Linked DNA regions of Rattus norvegicus: region 1 is linked to region 2. The links are chromatin contacts, called in public Hi-C maps. All regions are on one chromosome and are shown on one strand. The core of a region is the stretch at or near the end of the contact, and the rest is flanking DNA. Distances in the headings are between cores, read along the strand shown.

Evidence for each region. Hi-C and Micro-C count contacts between places; a contact is called where the count stands out from the background.
Region 1: a Hi-C map of Schwann cells shows a contact between it and region 2, with 6 times the contacts expected there. The contact joins the promoter of Hic1 here to the promoter of Srr in region 2. A contact is called at or near these places in 6 of 12 Hi-C or Micro-C datasets (Schwann cells, frontal cortex, kidney and 3 more).

Annotation. Positions count from the first base shown.
Region 1 is chr10:60,514,298-60,519,838 of GRCr8, reverse strand. It overlaps Hic1 (HIC ZBTB transcriptional repressor 1), which reads left to right and starts at 2,394. Exons shown (of 2, transcript NM_001422893.1): 1 at 2,394-2,535; 2 at 3,992-5,541. The coding sequence starts at 4,012.
Region 2 is chr10:60,281,515-60,287,022 of GRCr8, reverse strand. Srr (serine racemase) reads left to right here and starts at 2,014. Exons shown (of 9, transcript NM_198757.2): 1 at 2,014-2,105. It overlaps Smg6 (SMG6 nonsense mediated mRNA decay factor), which reads right to left and starts at 2,395. Exons shown (of 19, transcript NM_001105808.1): 1 at 1,727-2,395. The coding sequence starts at 1,976.

The DNA.
Region 1 (5,541 bases), core at 1,145-3,644, 230 kb before region 2:
GCTCCTATGATGTGAAGCAGGTTCTCTAGAACAGTCCGATTCTATCTTCAGGCTCTAAATGGGGGCGTCATGCGTTCGCGGAGAGGAGAAAGCTGCACCAGGATGACCAGAGGAGCTCAGGAAGAAGGGGAAAGCCGAGTTAAAAGGAGGGGCATGGTGGCGTGCATCCTAGCACGTGGGAGGTAGACAGATCTGTGAGTTCAAGGCTACGAGGCTACATAGACCTCAGACTGCGGTGATGGGGGGCGTGGAGGAGGAGAGGAGAGGAGAGGGGAGTACACGGAGGAGAAACTTGGGTTGTTCCCATTCGTGGTTGGTCCCATAACATCGCAAGAAGGACTTGAGTCGATGGAGAGGGATGAAATAAGCAGGAACTGAGACCCAGCCGACCTCGTATGGGTGAACCAGTGGATAAACTTCATTGTGTAAAAGACATACAGAGACTTCTCTCCAGACTCACATGATCTAATCCCATTAAAAGGAGAAAAGATTTAAAAGAGACAACATCAGAGACACCCTTGTTTGCCGTTTGGGATTTGGCCTCTGATTTGGTGGGAGAACTCATAATTGTCAAAACTCATCCCTAAGAGCACTTCTGGGGAGCCTTCTTATCCCCAACACCCCATTACACTTCCGCTTCAGACCCAAGGCATATCCGTCGACAGAGACCCTGTTCAGTTCTCCCAGAGCTCAGAAATTGCGGAGCCCACTGTGGGACTGCAGTGTTTGTCTTGTATGGACACTGTTCGGAGACACAACGTAGTAAGTGGATTAGATGGAGCCGGAGCACACCGCCGCGAAAGCCTGGTGAGTCTTGAGGACTCTTCGAACCAGAAGCCTAGGCCTGGCGCTAAAGTCCCCGGCCAAAGAAACGCAGCCTCTAGGGGGCGCCCAAGACCTTGGTGTCTCACTGGTACAGCTAGAGGCCAGGCCGGCGGGCTCCGGGCGAGTGACTCAGCCACTACCTCAAGCGGGGGAGTGGGGGCTCGAGGACAGCGTGGGGAGCGGCAAGCGCAGCCCCCACCCGCCCTGAGCTCCGCGCGGTTGCTAAGCTCTCCAAGGCCTCTGAGAGATGAGATCCCCGGAACCTCATTGGTTACCATAGTAACTCTGCACCCCAGCCTCTCCGGCTTGGCCACGGAGGAAGGCACAGCCAATAAGAAGCTGTGGGCGGTTTGGGGGGACCCCCCCTGTGGTGTGGGCGGGGGTCAGGAGGTGCGGGGAAGAGGCGGAGCGTGGGCCACGGAGGCGCGGTGCCTGTAACGGTGCTTGTGCCTCCGCCCCGCTATGCAGGGACATTTCCGGTGAGCACCCAAGAGCTGGTGCACGGTCCCCTCCCTCCTAGAAGAGGCGTCGCCAACATGAATTGAGCCCTCCTTCATGTGGCGTATAGGATTTTTTTTTTTGAGGGGGGTCTCAAGCCGCCGGTTCTCGTGATATCTCTCGAATGGTGTATTGGAACAGTTTAGGATCCCTCAAAACTGTTTAGATGGGGGGTGGGGGAGTTGAGAGGCATGTCCCAAGGGGGCTTTGTCCAGCTACGTCCAGTGGAGGGTTCTAGGGTCCTTCTGGAGACCGGCAAGTTCGGGGAGGGCTCTTTGGTAGGTCCTCTTCCCTGTTTCACATACTAGCCTCTTCAGAAGCCCAAGACATTGGGACTCCGGGAGAGGGGCGGACTGCCTGTGTAAACATGCGCACCCTCGAGTGTCACTGCTGGGACAGTGTTTGAATGTGGACGGTTTATGATATGCATACTGATAACATGTGTCTGGGGGAGAGTTGGAATTTTTCTCCCCAGTGAGTTCAAGTGAATAATGGTGCTCAGAAATGCCTAATAAAAGCCACCCTCGTCCGGCTCCGAACTTATTTACCTTCAACTCACGTAAGATTTCTAAAATCGCCCTCTCACAACATACTGTCAGTAGTGTTCCAACCCGATCCCCCTTTTAAAGATAGGGCCTCATGTAGTAGAGGCTGACCTTGAACTCCTGGTCCTCTTGCTTCCAACTCCCGAGTGAATGCTAAGATGATTACAAGAGTGCGCCACCAGCCCTGGCTTGAGTTCCCCATTTGAAGACAGAACCTTTTCCGAATTGGTGCAATATTACTTTTAAATATGTACTCGGAAGCACTCAGCACAAAACCCCAAGGTTTACGGGACTCCCAGGTCCGATCGATATCTGGGTCTCCAGGTGGGCACATCTGGAAGCGCGCGAACCTTCAAGATCTCCAGCTCAGCTCCGCATCTGCAAGCCTCCAGCCCAGGTGTGCGCCAGAGGTCGCAGCCCAGCCGTACACAGCCCCGCGCGGCCGCGAGGTGGCGCCATGGCCGCAGCAGCGTCTGCCGGTTCGGGCCGCTCCAGATAAGAGTGTGCGAAAAGCGCGGAGGGGCTGAGACGCGATCAGGACGCGGGGAGGACGGACCGGCAAGACAGACCGACCGGGGGCCCGGCGGGCGGAGGGCAGCGCACTGCAGCCACGTCCCCCCCTGGATCCGCCGGCAGCCGGGCCCGGGGCTTCCGACATGCCCCCCAGGTGGGTCCTGGAGTTGGCGACAGGGAAGGGCCAGGGACCCGGGACAGTCCGGTCCTCGCGCGCCGGCCGCCTCAGGAGCATCCTCAGGCGTGGGCGCCCCAGTCGCGGCTGGCGCTTGGGGCTCTAAGTGTCTTCCCTAGAGGACTCGGGATGGCCCGACTGCTGCTCGGCGCCGGGTTCACGGCGGGGTCAGCGGCCCGGGGCCGGCTCTGCCCGCACATGGGCTGGGGAGGAGAGGGGAAGGCAAGGGGAGCCGGCGGGCGGGGCTGGCAGGGGCGCTGCCCTGGCACAGCTCGGCGCCTGGCAGCGGGGCGGGTGGGGCGCAGGCTAGGAGCTGCCACCGCCTCAGGGAGGGAAGCCGGGCTGGGCTGCCGCCGCAGGTAACGGGCCGGCGAGGCCCTGCGGGCCAGGCGGGGAACAGGGGCGGGCGTGCTCGCCGGAGGGCAGGGCGGCTTTAGGTTTGGTGTGGGTCCCCGCGGCCACCAGGCTGCTGAAATTGGGGGCCCAGAGGAGAAACTGGGGGCCGGGGAGAGGGGCTGGGGCCGGCGCGCTCCTCCCGCCCTTTCTGAAGTTGGGAAAGTTTTCCCCAAGTTTGGGGCGGCAGTGTTTCGGGGGAGACGGGGCGGAGGGGAGCTGGGGAAGAGATGTAGAGCCGAGGCCCGGGCTGGGTCCAGAACGCGGGTGGGGCGCAGGCCAGGGTCAGGGCCGCAGCCGGCTGTGCGCCGTGCCCGCCCGGGGCGCTGCCCCCTCCCTCCCCTGGGAGCTGCGTGGCTCCCCCCTCCCCCCCACCTGCTTCCTGCCTCAGCCTCCTGCCCCGATATAACGCCCTCCCCGCGCCGGGGCCCGGCCTTCGCGCTCTGCCCGCCACCGCAGCCACTGTCTCCGCTCCCCGTGCCGGGGCGGCGGGCCCAAACGAAGGCCTGACAGCCCCCGGCCAGGGCGGCGCCTGGATGGGCATCGTGCTCCTGTCTTCCTTATCACTTCCCCTAACCGGGGCAACTTCTCTCGAGGCGGGAGGCGCTTCTAAATCGGCTCCTTTTCTCCCCACTTGGGCAAACTTTTCGGCCCTGAATGACTTTTCCTGAAGCGGACATTTTACTTAAATCGGGTAATAGTCTCCGAAAGGGTCATTTCGCCCTAACAGATTTCTCCCTGGAAGTTCCCAGCACCCAGCTCCAGTGCCCAGGAGCATCTGGGTCTGGGACAAATAGGCTAACCTGGCCTCCTCTCCATCCACAGCCTTGATCTTCCTGCTCCTTCTGTCTAGGGCCAGCGGGCCTAGGCTGCCACTCCCGGAGGCCGCTGATCCTCCTCGGCTGCTGTTCAGGCCGAGGTGCTCCATGCCCCTGCTCAGCTGAGGGGAAGGGGAAGCGGAGGGGAACAGACTGGGTTGGGTTCAAGAGGCAGGGGCACTGTACTGCGTAGCTCTGACCCAGCTGGTGTGTGTCTCCCGCAGGAGAGTGTGCTGGGCAGACGATGCTGGACGCGATGGAGGCGCCTGGCCATTCGAGGCAGCTACTGCTGCAGCTCAACAACCAGCGCACCAAGGGCTTCTTGTGCGACGTGATCATCGTGGTGCAGAACGCCCTCTTCCGCGCTCACAAGAACGTGCTGGCAGCCAGCAGCGCCTACCTCAAGTCCCTGGTGGTGCATGACAACCTGCTAAACCTGGACCATGACATGGTGAGCCCGGCCGTGTTCCGCCTGGTGCTGGACTTCATCTACACCGGCCGCCTTACTGACAGTGTTGAGGCCGCAGCAGCGGCGGCGGTGGCCCCGGGCGCCGAGCCGAGCCTGGGCGCTGTGCTGGCTGCTGCCAGTTACCTGCAGATCCCTGACCTCGTGGCTCTGTGCAAGAAGCGCCTCAAACGGCATGGCAAGTACTGCCACCTGCGGGGAGGAGGCAGCGGCGGCGGCGGCTACGCGCCTTACGGGCGGCCCGGCAGGGGCTTGAGGGCTGCCACGCCCGTCATCCAGGCTTGCTACTCGTCCCCGGCCGGGCCGCCGCCGCCGCCTGCCGCCGAGCCGCCGTCGGGCCCCGAGGCAGCGGTCAACACCCACTGCGCCGAGCTCTATGCTTCGGGCCCGGGCCCAGCAGCCTCACTCTGCGCCCCGGAGCGTCGCTGCTCCCCGCTTTGCGGCCTGGATCTGTCCAAGAAGAGCCCGCCAGGTTCCTCGGTCCCCGAGCGACCGCTTAGTGAGCGCGAACTGCCTCCACGTCCGGACAGCCCTCCGGGTGCGGGGCCTGCAGTCTACAAGGAGCCACCGCTCACCCTGCCGCCGCTGCCGCCTTTGCCCTTCCAAAAGCTGGAGGAGGCCGTACCGACTCCAGACCCGTTTCGAGGAAGCGGTGGCAGTCCGGGACCCGAGCCCCCCGGCCGCCCCGACGGCTCCAGCCTCCTCTACCGCTGGATGAAGCACGAGCCAGGCCTGGGTAGTTATGGCGACGAACTGGTCCGGGATCGAGGCTCCCCGGGCGAGCGCCTCGAGGAGCGCGGTGGGGATCCTGCCGCCTCACCCGGGGGTCCCCCGCTCGGCCTGGTACCCCCGCCACGCTATCCCGGGAGCCTGGACGGGCCAGGCACAGGAGCCGACGGCGACGACTACAAGAGCAGCAGCGAGGAGACTGGTAGCAGCGAGGACCCCAGCCCACCCGGAGGCCACCTGGAGGGCTACCCATGCCCGCACTTGGCTTATGGTGAGCCTGAGAGCTTTGGTGACAACCTGTACGTGTGCATTCCATGTGGCAAAGGCTTCCCCAGCTCGGAACAGCTGAATGCACACGTGGAGGCTCACGTGGAAGAAGAGGAGGCGTTGTATGGCAGGGCAGAAGCTGCTGAGGTGGCTGCTGGGGCCGCCGGCCTCGGGCCCCCCTTTGGTGGCGGTGGGGACAAGGTCGCTGGGCCGCCGGGTGGCCTAGGAGAGCTGCTGCGGCCGTACCGCTGCGCGTCCTGTGACAAGAGCTACAAGGACCCGGCCACGCTGAGGCAGCACGAGAAGACACAC
Region 2 (5,508 bases), core at 765-3,264:
ATCATTAGAATACTGAGACTAACTGCTACTATGATGATGATAGAATATGAGAAAAAAGAAAGTTCCACTAGAGGAGCCTTTCCTAGGCACCAAAGGATGAATTGTGACATGCTCTCAAAGGACCAAAGGACTCAAAAATATTAAAGCCCAGTCAAATCCATGCCTACAAATCCTAGCACTTGGGAAGTGACAGCAAGGTCAAGGGTTCAAGGCTACAGAGTTTGAGGCTTACTTGGCTATATGGGATCCTGTTTCAAACACAAAGGAAAAAGAAGAAGAGTAGAGGATTTTTTAAAACACTCTCCAAGCTCCACTGTGTGGTAAACAGCTATTTTTTTTTTTTTTTTGGAAGTATATGTTGCTTACAGTTAATAAGTGACAGGAACTGGTAAGAATATTATCCAGTACTCAAGTTATATAAAATCTTAGTACAGAATTATAAAGTAAATACAAATGCGAACAAGCTAATAGCCAAGTATTTGGCCACTTTTTGGGGGGGGAGGATGAGGAAACTAAAATTTTAGATTTCTGATTTGAAAGTTGGGTATGGTGGCACATGAATAGAATTCCAGCACTCGGGGTTGGGGATTTAGCTCAGCGGTAGAGTGCTTTCCTAGCGAGCGCAAGGCCCTGGGTTCGGTCCCCAGCTCCGGAAAAAAAAGAACCAAAAAAAAAAAAAAAAAAAAAAAAAAGAATTCCAGCACTCAGAAGGCTGAGACAGGAAAAGTATACAAACTCAAGGCCAGGCTGGGTTACACAGTAAAATTCAAGGCCAATCTTGAATACAAGGTGAAACTCTGTCTCAAAAGAAAAATGAACACAAAAATAAAAGATACTGCTGCCTTGGCAAAAGTTTAGCTTCTCCACCAAATGCGAACCAAGAAAAGCCGTTTAACCTCAGCACCCTGAGTAAACTTTTAAACTTAGTTTTGGGGGCGGAGCCAGGAGAGATGGTGACTACTATTTTCCAGAGCAGTGAGAGAAAACAGTCTGGTTAATCCAATTCAGTCGGCCAATGAAAACCAACCTCACAAATTCTAGCCACAATCCTAGAGAAGCTATCTACTGTAACTGTCATCCTAAATAAAAAACACTGACTAATGAAGGGGAGGCGAGACACTAAAATATTTCTCGCGCTTTTCTGATGCGAATGGAGACTGGCAAATTAAACATTCTCTCTGATCACAACTGCTCCCATACACGCCAAGACCAAAACAAAACAGTCAGCTCTCGAGGTCCCGGAGCCCTCCAGTGGCGTAGCATTGGAAGCCAGCCTTGGGGGGGGGGGGGGGGAGGTAAGTTGAGCAAGGGAAGTCCTAGCCTGTTAAGCCTTTCTCCTCAATTTCCCCAGCTCCTCCTCTCCGACGCAGAACGGAGGACTACGGAAAGGTACACAGATGATTCTTTTGGGAACAATACGTCTCGGGGCCTCTACCGGACCCTAGCACCCAAGCTACTTAGTGTCTCCTCAGGACTGGAATTCAGGGACTGGCTTGAGAGGGTTAGGGCACAGGAGAAGCACCAAGGCACCGCGCTGAGCAAGAGGGCGGGGGCTGAAACTCTCGCTCTGCCCCAAAGGCCCAAGAGGACTAGTCTCGCAGCCTCCGGGGCGCACTGTTGGGGAAGGGGCGGGGGCTCCGAGAGCCGGGGACAGGGCGGGGAGGTGGCAGAGGAGAGGGAGGCGGGGCGGGCAGGCCCAGCCCAGCAGCTGGGCGGCGCAACTCACCTCTGCTCCCGGCCTGCGGAGCCAGAGTGGCCAGGATCCCTCGCAGTTCCGACGCGGAGATCCGCACACGCTCCAACCCCTCCGCCATCTTCGCGGCGGCTGCTACAGCTGCGGCGACTCCACCACCGCCGCGCGCAGCCAGGAAACCACGACGGACGGGCGGCGCGCGCTCACCCACTCCCACCCTTTTCCCCGCCCCCTCCTGCCTGCCCTCCCCAAACGACGGTGGCCGCACTGGGAGCAAAAGCATTCAGCACGTTCAACTAGGCCCTTGCCAGAGCAAGCGAGCTGGTGGCGGAGACGACATGTGCGCGTGCGCAGAGGTGTAACGCTGGGAAGGTACGCCGAGGCTTGGAGGTGGAGGTGCAGCTCTCAGGAGGTGAGGTGAGGCGCGGCCAGGTGTGACTCGCCCAGGTCAGGTGGGCATTCGGGTCTAGGGGTGACAGTATTGCTGCGATTACCACCGAGGACACTGCTTTTGATCTGGGGCTCGGGTTGACGGAGACATCATACAATCCCGGCCTTCTCCAATCATTTTAGGCCAAAGTCTCCTTACCGTAGGCCTGGATTGTGCAGCATAAAGATCTTTTTAATAGTAGTTATTATTCTCATTTCTGATAAACTGAATCTCAGAGAGTGGAAGTAAACTGCTCCATGTAACGTTTGGTTGTACCAGAGTATCAAAGTCCATGGAAAAGCTCATCAGGTATCAAAGTCTAGGACAAATCTCATCCCTGAGATTTGCTGGAGGGGGTTGTGTGGAGGTAAAACAGAAAGAAATTGTTCGACCGGGAAATTTTGTTAGCGCTGAGAATTTTTTTAATTACTTTTTTAGAACCCCCATCTTTTAAATTCTCACCGACGCTGGTAGCGGTAGCTCATTCCCATATTCCCAGTTCTTAAAAGGCTGAGGTAGGAGGATTGCAAATTCAAGGCTACCCTGGACAACATAGCACATTTGAGGCTAATCAAGGCAACGTATTAGAAGACCTTGTCCCAAAAAAAGCAAACAGAAAGTTAATTAGCCTAGAAGATTGGTACTTAACCTCACTGACCCCCAACACCTATTAAAAACGTTGGGGTGGAGAGACTTCCTATTCAAACACTGCCTTTCTCCAGTTATTACCCCTTCCCTGTCTCACACAGTTCATTGGACCTTTAGACCCTCAAAAAGTAGTAACCAGTTCAGTTCCTGTTATGTGACAAATATTTCACCATCAAAAGAGAAAGACAATGACTGGGAAATAGTCCAACAGTTCAAATGAATGGGTTTAACTAGAGTGGCCAAAACAAATGGCAGCCTTTGTCAAAGATTTGAGAGAAATAGGAAATATAAAAACTGCTTTGAGCTCCTGGCTTGATAGCACATGCTGTAATTCCAGCCTTTGGGAGGAAGATCAAACTTTTATGGCTGTGATCCACCATTGATTTTAAGGCCAAACCAAAGTACATGAGTAGACTCTGTCTCCAAAACATAAGCCAAACATGGTGGTACATGCCTAAGGCTAGTGTCAGATACACAGACAGGAGGATCTCTGTGAGTTCAAAGCCAGCCTGGTCTATATATCGAGTTTCAGGCCAGCTGGAGCTACATAGTAAGACCTGTCTAAAAACAGTAACAGGAATTTTTTTAACCCTAACTTGAGTATGGAAGGAACATCTCTAACCCCATGACTCTGGGTGCTAAGGCAAGAAGATACAAGAGTTCCCAGCTAGCCTAGCTGCACATACAAGAGGTGCAGGCAACACTTGGGAAATGGAAGCCAGAAGATCAGGAATCAAGAGTTTAAGGTCATCTTCCGCTATGTTCCAGTGGATTACGTGACACCACATACAACCCAGCACCACATACACTGGGTTGGTCTGGTGGCAGAGGCCTGTAATCACAGCATTTGCAAACTATAAGGGCAAGGATTTTCAAGGTTTCCTTGGTTACATATCCACTTGGAGGTCAATGCTGGTAGGAAGGGGGCAAGTAATCTACTTTTCAGTTGAAGACATTGATTTGAGAAGTTGTTTTCTTTTGTTTTCTTTTGTTGGGCTAAGATCTGTTGTATCCAGGCTGGTTTGGAAGTCATTATGTAGCCAAGGATAACTTTGAACTTGTAACACTTTTGCTTCCATCTCCTAAATGATGGGATTACAGATGTGGATCTATCCATACTGATGTGCTGGTTGAAGTTTTGTGGGGATTGAATCCTGAGATTGAACGTGCTGGACAAGCACCCTATTGATTGAGTTGTATTCCTAGCTTCAACTTTATTTATTTTCCAGTTTGTGTCATTTTTAAAAGACTTGTCCCATCTTTAATTATGAGTCTGTGTATGGATATATACACTTAAGTGCAGATACCTGCAGAAACCAAGAGGCATTGAATTCCCCCTGGAGCTAGAGTTCCAGGCAGTTATGAGCCACCTGATGTGGGGTCTGGGACCTGAACTCCTGTCCTCTGCAAGAGCATGCTGTACTTGCTTTTAATCACTGAGCAATCTCTCTAGCCCCATAACTTTAATTTTTTTTTAAAGATGGGAAAATGATTTTTTAAAGATTTATTTATTTATTATATATGAGTACACTGTAGCTATCTTCAGTCACACCAGAAGAGGCATCAGATCTCATTACAGATGGTTGTGAGCCACTGTGTGGTTGCTGGGATTTGAACTCAGGACCTCTGGAAGAGCAGTCAGTGTTCTTAACCACTGAGCCATCTCTCCAGCCTGAAAAATGATTTTAAACAAGAAAACTTCCCTAGTTATGGCCAACTTAGTTCAACACTGTCAGTGGTCAGACCAGAGAACCTCTTAAGTATTAAAACAGAACTCAGGGAAGCACAGTAAATATGTAAGGATGAGAGACTGTGGAGCTCAGGTGCAAAAGATTAATAATACAAGTTCTAAACTTTGCAGCTGACTGAGGAGGAGCACAGGCAAGTTACAGAAGAAAAACTACTAATTTTGTTTTTTTGGACAGGGTTTCCCTGTGTAGCCTTGGCTGTCCTGGACCGCACTCTGTAGACCAGGCTGTCCTCAAACTCATAGAGATCCTCCTGCCTCTCCCTCCCTACCCAACTGGAAAGCTACTAAATTGACGAGGGAAATTTTGAATTTTTAAGATTTAAAGAACTCATGAAGAACTAAGTAAAACAATGAAAAAGACTTCAGCTTGGCGGTAAATGAATGTGATCCCAGCAACCCAGGATACTATGTAAGAGAATTCCAACCTCAAAGCCAACAACTTAGGAAGACTAGTAAGACCGTGGCTCACAATGCAATTAAAAAGAGGAGGAGGCTGACCAGGTATATGCATGCCTTTAGTCCCAGCACTAGTGAGGCAGGCAGAGCTCTGTGAGCTTGAAATCAGCCACCCTGATTTCAGATTAAGAATCTGTGTCAAAATATATATATATAATCAGGGGGGAGGCTATTTACACGGCAATATGTATGCTATGGTTTTATATTTGGTAAGTAAATTTCTATGTGAATTCATTAGAGAAAGAGAGAGAGAGAGAGAGAGAGAGAGAGAATATTTACACTAAGTGTTCAAAAGTAGAAAACAGTTGGTCTGTTTCAAAGCCCAGCCTAAAAAGCATAGCAGCAAGATCTCATCTCAAAAAGACGTTAGACGGGCTGGAGAGATGACTCAGTGGTTAAGAGCACTGATTGCTCTTCCAAGTCTTGAGTTCAATTCCCAGCAACCACATGGTGGCTCACAACCATCTGTAATGGGATCTGATGCCCTCTTCTGAAGGCAACTACAGTGTACTTATATATAATAAATAAATA